Linked DNA regions of Pelodiscus sinensis: region 2 is linked to region 1. A link is a contact called in public Hi-C data. All regions are on one chromosome and are shown on one strand. Each heading gives the region's core, a stretch centred on a gene start, on an enhancer-like site or on the middle of the called end of the contact. The rest is flanking DNA. Distances are from core to core; before and after follow the strand shown. Region 1 holds the start of TTF1 (transcription termination factor 1). Region 2 holds the start of GTF3C5 (general transcription factor IIIC subunit 5).

The links. A called contact is a pair of places that touch in the nucleus more often than the background predicts.
Region 2: a contact with region 1 is called in a Hi-C map of blood, with 10 times the contacts expected there. The contact joins the promoter of GTF3C5 here to the promoter of TTF1 in region 1. A contact is called at or near these places in 2 of 5 Hi-C or Micro-C datasets (blood and liver).

The regions. Positions count from the first base shown.
Region 1 is chr22:15,310,818-15,315,904 of ASM4963464v1, reverse strand. It overlaps TTF1 (transcription termination factor 1), which reads left to right and starts at 2,674. Exons shown (of 11, transcript XM_006136808.4): 1 at 2,674-2,826.
Region 2 is chr22:15,863,958-15,869,044 of ASM4963464v1, reverse strand. GTF3C5 (general transcription factor IIIC subunit 5) reads right to left here and starts at 2,326. Exons shown (of 11, transcript XM_075905808.1): 1 at 2,147-2,326; 2 at 1,145-1,364; 3 at 442-640. The coding sequence starts at 2,293.

The DNA of each region.
Region 1 (5,087 bases), core at 1,425-3,924:
GGCTGCGGACGTGCCCTACATGGTGGACTTTAGGACCGCAGCGGCCGCCATGGACGGCGGCGGCACGGCCGGAAGCGGCGCCAGTCAGAGGAGCGCCGGGGAGCCAGGAGAGGGGGAGGAAGCGGGGGCTGTCCCTGCACTCTCAGCCCCAAAGCGGAGTGCAGGGGCAGGGTTTGGGACCACGGCGGCGGCGGCCCGAAGTGGCGCGCTGAGCGCGCCAGTTAAAAAAAGCACCGGGGAGCCGGGAGAAGCGGGGGGCCGTATTAAATCCGACCGTGGGCCGCATTTGGCCCGCGGGCCGGACTTTGGACATGCCTGGATTAGGTGGAGAAGACAGTTAGCTACAGTATTTTCCAGTGGTAGCTGCCTTATTTTAAGGACTTTGTAATTGTATAATAGATGTTCTATAATTTAGATCAGTGTTTCCCAATTTTATTTGACCACGGAACCTTTTTGAACTCGAAAGAATTTTGTGGAACCCCTGACTGACTGCGCACGCAGCACTGAGTAGTGACAACACTGTCATCATTCCCTGGCTAAACTTGCATTACACAGGGATACTTATCGTAGCAAACACAAATGAAAATTGTTTTCAATAAAATTCATAAATGAATGAAAATTCCATTCCATTACAATAATTCAGGCTGTAATGGAATTTTCTCGCTGAACCTCTATTTTCACTTCACAGAACCCTGGGGTTCCATGGAACACCATTTGGGAAACACTGATTTAGACTATTGCTTTACTTCTGTTCCCACTTTTAACTTTGCTCAATAAAAAGGACTGAGAAAGCTTGTTAAATACCAATATACATTTCTGTCTACACTGTAAAGTGCATGGATTTAAAGACTTCTTAATCACTATTAGTTGAGAAGCAGAGTGAAAATTCTAGATTCTTTGTAATGCTTCCAATACATCATTTTTGCAAATGTTACTGAAGCCCCATTAAATCTTTTGCACATTCAGCTGTGATTCAAACAAAGGATTCGTCAAAAAACCTCAGCCTCCAAGACTTGTGCACAGCTTAGCTTTACAATGCTCATAGTGCAATAAAGTTTAGTAGTATCTGTGTATGTCTTTGCAGGATCTAAGCCTAAAGAAAGCTTGTCCCACTAGAAGTTCATTGCTATATAACCTTCACTGAAAGTAGGAGTTTTGATTTCTGAAGGAAATGCATCACCTAACTCAACAGCAACCATGAGAAGCAAAACGTACAGTTCACCTTCACTAGTAGCTGTGATCTACAGAACAAAGCTGAGAAGCAAAAAGTCAACCAGCCAGGTTTGCTGCATTTTTAAATTAAAACATCCTACTTGTAAATCAGGTCACTAATGATAATCAATCAAGCTAAATGGTGCTTTTGACCAGATATGATAGGCAAATGGGTAATTCTGCTTTTAGCAACTTAAGCAAATGTGCATCATGCACCTCAAGCCTATACATCAGGGCTATGTCTACGGAAAAGTTTTCCGTTAAAAGCATTTGTGGAAAAGAGCGTCTAGATTGGCACGGATGCTTTTCCGCAAAAGCACCTTTTGCGGAAAAGCATCCGTGCCAATCTAGACTCGCTTTTGCACAAAAAAGCCCCGATCGCCATTTTCAGCTTTGCGCAAAAGGGACTTTTTCCCGAACAGGAGCAGCATAGTATTTCCTCAAGAAGCACTGATTTCAGACAGTAGGAAGTCAGTGTTCTTGTGGCAATTCAAGCAGCCAGTGTAGACAGCTGGCAATTTTTTCCGCAAAAGCAAATGATTTTGCAGAAAAACTTGCCAGTCTAGACACAGCCCAACTGTGCACGTGCTTTTTACAGAAATCAGTCTTTGAAACTTCTGTACTGCATTAACTACTGTGCAGGGGAGAGGAGGGTGGTGGTGGAAATGAATGCTATAACACAAACAGGATTCCCTGATCCTTAGAGCCCTGTATGGATACAACATTCGTATCACATTCCATCCATGAACACCCGCAGATTTGTAGGGCTTTACTGACCCTGAAAGTGACTGCAGGCAGGTGCCCTATTGAGTCCTCGAAAAGTGAATTCCAGGAGGGGGCCTTATATAACCACATGGTCCAGTGGGGTGGGGGCATTTTCCCCCATGCCAATTTAGTTGCCAAAAGTTATGTTGCTAACTTTTTAATTTTTATTTCCTATTTTGTAGATTCCAACAGTCGGCTGTGAAAAGGTTTCAGCGAAACCTTCAAAAAGTAAATAGGACAATACTATCATCCTATTTCCTTTTTGAAGGTTTTGCTGAAATCTTTTCACAATCGACTGCTGGAATCTATACAAAATAGGAAATAATCATTAACAAGTTAACAACTTCCGGCAGCTAAATTGGCGCCCTTGGCATGGTCGATTTAAAACATTTTTTTTCACTTGTGCCGCTGAGGCAAACCTACAATTGGAATATTGACACGCAGGGCTTCTGGCCACGTGTTCACTTGTGACCTTCCTGCCAGCCTGCGAAGGCGCTTGCCAGGCAGGCTGTGGTGCGGTGATGTAGTGTGGGGAAGGGCATGTGTACGGAGGACTCTGGGGGGCTCGTCGGGCTGTGCGCTAAGCCGGTGGGCCTGGCCTAACTCAGCACAGCCCCGAGCCTGCGGAGCCCAGGGGAAGGCCCAGGGGGCGCCTATATCTAACCGGAAGATGACACCCGCCTCCCGCTTCCGCTCAAGCGGAAGTAGCGTAGGCGGTGACAGAGGGACTCGGGTCCGCTCCTATCCAGGTCCGATAGGGGACACTTCCGGTCTATGAAGCCGCGAAACTCGGCTCCTACCCTTGCCGAGGAGGGACTGCGATGGTGACGGACACTTCCGGCAGTGAAGGTACGCGCCTTAGTGGTGCCGCTTTGCACCGAGGAAAGCTGAGCCGGGCAGGTATGGCGCGCGGGAGCGGCCTGAAATAGGGGTGTGTGGAGAGGGCGGGGGAGAGTGTAAGGGGAATGATGGCCAGCGGGAGGGAGGGGGAACGGGAGGGCTGGGTCTAGAGGGGGTGGGTGGGGAAGATGGATGAACGGTTGGGGCGGGCGGGGGAGGGGTGTAGAGTTGGGAGTAGGGCGGGAAGGAGGAAGAGATGAGGGGTTGGGGCCGTGGGGTGGGAGGGAGAAGTAGAGGGAGGGGGGGATGTGTCGGGGGCGGGGGAGGCGTAGTGGTGATAGAGCAGGGTTATGGCCATGAAGTATAATGCTTTGGGACACCATAACCCAGGTCCTTTGTGAGGGAGTAAGTGTGGCTGGGGGTGAATAATATGAGAGGAATTGCAGCACGAGGGTCAACACAGTGATTTGCCTTAATGGAGTGGGCATGTGGTTGTGCTCTACCATTTTCCCTACTTGCTGTCAAGTCAGAGAATGGCTGTCTGGGTGAAATGAATTGAGGGGTATCTATTAGGTAGTAATATGACTAAAACTATTACTGATCTTGTTGGCAGAAGACTCAGCAGAGATGTTAGCAAATCAGTGGTTCATGGCAGCATGCTTGATTTCTTCATGTAGCAGCTAACGTAGCTGCAGCTCTAAATGGCCAAAAGAATTGTGGCTTAAAAACTTTTCTGTTTTACTAACAGAAGTTGGCCCAATTTACGAGATATTATCGCATTCACCTTGTCTCTCAAATAAAAAAAAGGCAGGACTAAAGGAAGCCTTCACAGGGTGTGTCCCTACTAAGAATGTAAGCAAGTAGTTAACTACCTGATTACTCACATTCTCTCTGTATCAGAGGCAGCAATGGGATGTGGGAGCAAGAGCAGGAGCAGTGCTGCCTTTCCCTTTCCCTAGTTAATTGGCTTGTGCTGGGTACAGGAGCTACCCCCACTGTGGCTCTGCAGTTTAAATGTAGTAGGCGCAGGCAGCCCAGTTCCTATTACATTTAAATTGCCAAGCCACAGCGAGGGTAGATCCTGGACTCGGTGCAAACCTGGACTGAGCGCTTTCCCCTATCCACTAATCATGTAGTTAATACAAATTGCCAGTTACCTGCCTCTTAACACCCTTAGTCCCTACTGAAAATTTTTATCTTGAGTTTACTGCTGGATAACTAAATGAACATGATTATCCCATTTGTATGCATAAATCATTAGTGTTAGGGATGTAAGTGACTAGTTGACTATCTGATAAGTAAAAGCTTATCACAGGTGTGGGGAACCTCCAGCCCATGGGCTGCATCAGCCCACCAAACAATTTAATCCAGCCCTTGGGGTGGGGGGATCCAGCAACTGTAAAACACTGCAGAGAGTCCCAGCAGCTGCTTTAAAAGCTTCTCTAGCCTCCTCTGCAGCACGGATTAACACTTAGGGTTGCCAGATGGTTAAATAAAAAATACCAAACACTCCACCTGCAAGGAAAAAAAAACGGGGAAAAAAATTCTGTTCAGGGGGGAAAAGAAAGGGGAGACCAAAGTTGTTGAGAGAGAGAGGGAAAAAAAAAGCTGAGCCTGACCCTGGCGGGAGGAGGAGAGCTTGTCCTGCATTTTACACCTCTCCCTCCAGTTTGGGTCCACACATTAAACCCCAGTGCACCCACCCCTCCCCCTGAGCCAGGCACCCCAAAACCCCCCATCCCAGTGCACTCCCCCAAAGCCAGGCGCCCCAGTGCCCCCCATCCCGATGCACTCTCCTCTCCCCTAGAGCCAGGCCCCCCACAGTGTCTCCCATCCCAATGCACTCACCCCTGCCTGAGAGCCAGGTCCCCCACAGCGTCCCCCATCCCAGTGCATCCCTCTGAGCCAGACATCCCCAGTGCCAGGAGTGCCCCACCCCAATCAAATCCCCTCCCCATCTACCCCCCACTCCGCAGAGCCAGGCACCGGAGGAATGGGATGGCCAGGTAAGAAAATACTTTTAAATTCGCTGCTCCTGCCGCCCGGTCTGGCTGTCTCCACTCACAGAGTGTACAGGGAGGCATCACGTGGCCAGCTCCCGGGTCTCTGCTCAAAGGGTCAACGTGGGCCAGAGCAACGTGCGCTCTGCTCCCACCCCAGTCTTGCACCCCCCTAGTGTGGTGCCCGGCAAGTGTGCCCTCCTGCCCCCCCCTTTGCTTCGCCTCTACCATACTCCTCACTCCCCTAGCTCCCGCCAGATGTGGCAGGGG
Region 2 (5,087 bases), core at 1,077-3,576, 550 kb before region 1:
TTAATTGACTATTTGCATCAACTATTTGATTAGCCAATTAATTGAAATTTTACATCCCTATTTTAAAATGCTGCTCTGAAAAAGCATAGATTCCACATTAAAAATGTGTGTGTGTGTGTGTGCGCACATTTCAATCATACAGACAGACCGTAGCAAAGAAACAAAAGAAAAGCATCCTATGTTTTCGTCATGATCACTGCTGGATATGAACTATATGACTCCAAGTTCATCCAACCGCATCAATTTTTCTTAGAGATCATTCTGAAAAATCCTTTAATACTGAGCTATGTTAGTCATAATACAAGAGCCTTCTTCAGGTAATGAAGAAGGGGATCTCCAGTGAACTTGAAAATTCAAATTTTATAAGTGATATGCTGGCCCAGTAAAAGATTTCCATTACTGGTTCATTCAAGAGACAATATAAAAAGAAAAGGCACTCACCGGTGTTGTACATCTGGCCGATAGAAATAGTCTATAGGGGTATCCAGACGCGAAAAAATAGGTGGAGGGATGTAGAGGGGTAATTCCCTATTGAAGAATTCCTCCTTTTCTGGTTTGAGGAGCAAGACCTTGTCGTACATAGAGATTTGTTTGCTATCAGGGCCAGAATGCATTGCCAGGTACTGGAAATCAGACATTCCTATGAGGAAGGAAAAGTCAAGATAAAAAGGTGTGTATCAGAGACAATAGCATTCTGCATTATACCCAGTTGTCCTTTCCTCAGAAACCCACTCAAGGATGAGACTGTCTCTTGCCCTGAGTTAGATGGGCTCGGTATTCATGCACACTGTGAAGCAACACCATGGTCCTTTGTCTTGCATTCATAAAAACACTCTGAAAGCCCTATCCTATTTCCCTATCTTAAACACCTGCCAAACAATCAAGTAAATGTTAAAAACAATTCATTACTGCCCATGAAAAGATTATTTTTGCCCCTCCTCCTGCACAGACACATCCATTGTAGAACATGTTTATTTACAGCATAACCTAACACAACAGCAGAGAAGACAATGCATTATTAAGTCACAATACAGAAGAAGGATTGTATCATGTCCATCTCACATAAAATTCCCTACATACAGGTTCACTTTTTCCACCCAAAAAGCTAGTCCCTATTCCTCACACAGGCAGATCAAATTACTACCTTGAAATTTGTAAACAGTGGAGACAACCCCAAGAACTTCCATTTCAAACTTGATTTCCTCTTGGGTTTCTCCTTCAGCTTCCAACCGTTTCCTTCTGATCTTCCGCTTTACCTTAAAGAGCATGGATGAAGTAGGGAAGCGGTTGGCACACACAGGATGGCAGTAGGGATCCTTGGGACGGAAGTACAACTCCAGTCTTTTGCCAGGGTCAGCATAGATCTAAATTACCAAGAGCACCATCACTTTTCATCATCAAATTTGTCCCCTCCCACACCAAAAAACACAGAATTTTCCTTTGCACCATGCTTCCCAAATCCACCACCATGCCAAAGCACTACCTCTATTTCCAATGACCATTGCCCTCTTTCCATGGGGCATCAGCCCCACAGCCAGTCTTTTTACCACAGAGAACCATAGCTTCTCACACTCTTATTTAGGCCATTTCTCTCCAACTACAATCTCTCTAATGCCTTTAGCTGTGCGCCTCTCTGATCCAAACATGCAGCTTACAGGGTCACGCGCTGCAAGAGAGCTCAACGAACTGGATCACCCGCTTTTACTCACAACTCTAGATCCGCTTTCCAGACTCCCCACCATGCTCCCCTTCATCCCCCCTCTACTGCCGCCCCCACCCCCCAAAGTTAACATCTCCAAAGCCTTCTCTCTCCCAGGATAACCCTCAGCCTGCTTCCCATTGAGGTCCCTTTCACTAGGGCACCTCCCGCCTTCTGAGCACTGCCAGGTCCTTCCCGCCATAACCCAGGGGACTCTCCGACCAAGCACTCGCTGTTCCCAGCCCCATCACCCAGCACAACCGGGCCCTGGGACTCCTGGGACACCCCCCCCCCCCGGGAAGCCCTAAGATCCCCCCCAGGGGACCCCTTACCCAGGACACCCACCTACCGGCCTGCAACCAGCCAGCAAAGCCCTTTCCACCCGAGCACCCTTTGCCCGTTACCCGGGGCTCGCACGTCCCCTCCCCCCCCGGGCCGCCCCCTTACCCGGGACACCCCCTCTTCTCCTCCCAGAGTCCGCAGCATGTTGCCCACGTCGCGCACCACCCCCGGATACTCCACGCACACCAGCCGCGAGCCGCGGGCCAGCTCCAGCACGGCCGAGCCCTGCTCTCCACCGCCCCCGGCCGCCATCTTGCCCCCGGCCCGGCCGCCCCTCCACCACCGCCTGCTTCAGCCCCCCCCCCCCAGTCCGCTCCCCAATGCGCTCCCCTCCCGGCGCAGCACCAAGGTTCCGGGAAAGAATGGTTCCGACCAACCTGCCCTCCAGCCAGACTGCAAGGGGACAGCGCCCCCTGGAGCAGCCTGTTCTATGGCTTCTAGCCTCTTCGAGGCCTTTGTGGCTCTAACAAGGCCTGGCAGCCCCCTCACTTCCCCTGAGTCCAGAACCCCAACAGCTGTTGTGGGACCTCCTGCTCCAGCTGCTAGACCAGAGATGGGCAAACTAGGCTAGTGAGTGGGCCGCATGAGTGGCCCTCCTTCATCTCAGTGGGCTGCAACATTGTCATAACCAGGACAGTCTCCCAGGATAGGATAGTTTTGCTAACTGCATTTAGGGTATGTTTACACTAGACCCCTAGTTCGAACTAGGGAGGCTAACGTAGGCATTCGAAGTTGCAAATGAAGCCTGGGATTTAAATATCCCGGGCTTTATTTGCATCTTCCCATTTTTAAATCCCCCAGTCCGAACTAACTGCCCGCGGCTACAAGCAGCAGTCAAACGTTAACTCGAACTAAGTTAACTGTTATACCTCGTGGAATGGGTATAACAGTTAACTCAAACTAAGGACTTAGTTCGAGTTAACGTTTGAGTGCCGTGTGTAGCCATGGGCAGTTAGTTCGGACTAGGGGGATTTAAAAATGGCGCCTGGACGGGAAGATGCAAATAAAGCCCGGGATATTTAAATACCAGGCTTCATTTGCAACTTCGAATGCCTACATTAGCCTCCCTAGTTCGAACTAGGGGGCTAGTGTAGACATACCCCTACACACTTAGGCTACGTCTAGACTGGCCCCCTTCTCCGGAAGAGGCATGCAAAGCAGGCAAGTCAGAATAGGGAAATCCGCGGGGGATTTAAATATCCCCCGCGGGATTTAAATAAACATGGCCGTCGCTTGGGGAAAAGCCGGAAAAGAGCGTCTAGACTGGCGCGATCCTCCGGAATAAAGCCCTTTTCCGGAGGATCTCTTATTCCTACTTGCAATAAGAGGATCTCTTATTCCTACTTGCAATAACTGGGGGATTGCAATAAGAGGATCTCTTATTCCACGAGGTGTACCGGTAGTTCGGAATAGGAATCCTAGTCCGAACTACCTAGTTCGAGCCCTGTGTAGCCGCGCTGCACGGGGTTCGAACCAGCGGGGTTTTAAAAATGGTGGCTCCCCGCTTATGCAAATGAAGCCCGGGAAATTCAAATCCCGGGCTTCATTTGCAAGTGAGGTATGCCTACATTACCCCGCTAGTTCGAACTAGCAGGGTAGTGTAGACATACCCTAGGTGCTTTTCTACAGAACTGCTACTTAGCCAGTTGGTCCCCAGCCTGTAACAATGCTTGGGATTCTTCCGTCCCAAGTGCAGGACTCTACACTTGGCTTTGTTGAACCTTATCTGATTTCTTGTGGCCCAATCCTCCAATTTGTCTAAGTCACTCTGGACTCTATCCCTTCCCTCCAGCGTGTCTACCTCTCCCCCTAGCTTAGTATCATCTGCAAGCTTGCTGAGGGTGCAATCCATCCCCTCATCCAGGTCATTAATAAAGATGTTGAACAAAACTAGTCCAAGAAACGAACCTTGGGGCACTCCACTAGAAACCGACCGCCATCCTGACATCAAGCTGTTGATCACTACTCACTGGGCCCGACATTCCAGCCAGCTTTCTATCCATCTTACCGTCCATTTATCCAATCCATATTCCCTTAACTTGCTGGCAAGAACTAGCGGGGGTAATGTAGTCATCCGCACTTGCAAATGAAGCCCGGGATTTGAATTTCCCGGGCTTCATTTGCATGAAGCCGGCTGGCGCCATTTTTAAATGCCGGCTAGTTCGGACTCTGTGCCGCACGGCTACACGCGGCATGGACTAGCTAGTTCGGATTAGGAAGCGTAATCCGAACTAGCTAGTCCGTGCCACATGTAGCCGCGCGGCACGGAGTCCGAACTAGCTGGCATTTAAAAATGGCGCCGGCCGGCTTCATGCAAATGAAGCCCGGGAAATTCAAATCCCGGGCTTCATTTGCAAGTGCGGATGACTACATTACCCCCGCTAGTTCGAACTAGCGGGATAGTGTAGACATACCCTGAGGGAGTCAAAGTCTGCTTTTCTGAAGTTCAAAGTGTTTATTTTACTACTTTCTTTTCTTCCTTTGGTCAGGATCCTGAAATCTACCATCTCGTGATCACTACTTCCCAGGTTGTCACCCACATCTACTTCCCCTATTAGCTCCTCCCTGTATGTGAGCAGCAGGTCAAGCTGCGCACGGCCTCTGGTCGGATCCTGCAGCACTTGTACCAAGAAGTTATCCCCAACATTCTCCAAAACTTCCTGGACTGTCTGTGTACTGCCGTATTGGTCTGCCAACAGATGTCAAGGTGATTAAAGTTCCCCATGAGAACCAGGGCCTGTGATCTGGAAACTTCTCTCAGTTGTCTGAAGAAAGCCTCATCTACCTCATCCACCTGATTCAGCAGCCTGTAGCAGACACCAACCACAACATCACTGCTGTTGCTTACATCTCTAAACTTGACCAATAGACTCTCAACAGGCTTTTCTCCCTCTATATACTGGAGTTCTGAGCAATCATTGTGCTCTCTTTCATACAGTGCAACTCTTCCTCCTTTTCTCCCCTGCCTGTTCTTCCTGAACAGTTTATACCCTTCCATAACAGCGCTCCAGTCATGAGAGTTATCCCACCAAGTCTATGTTATCCC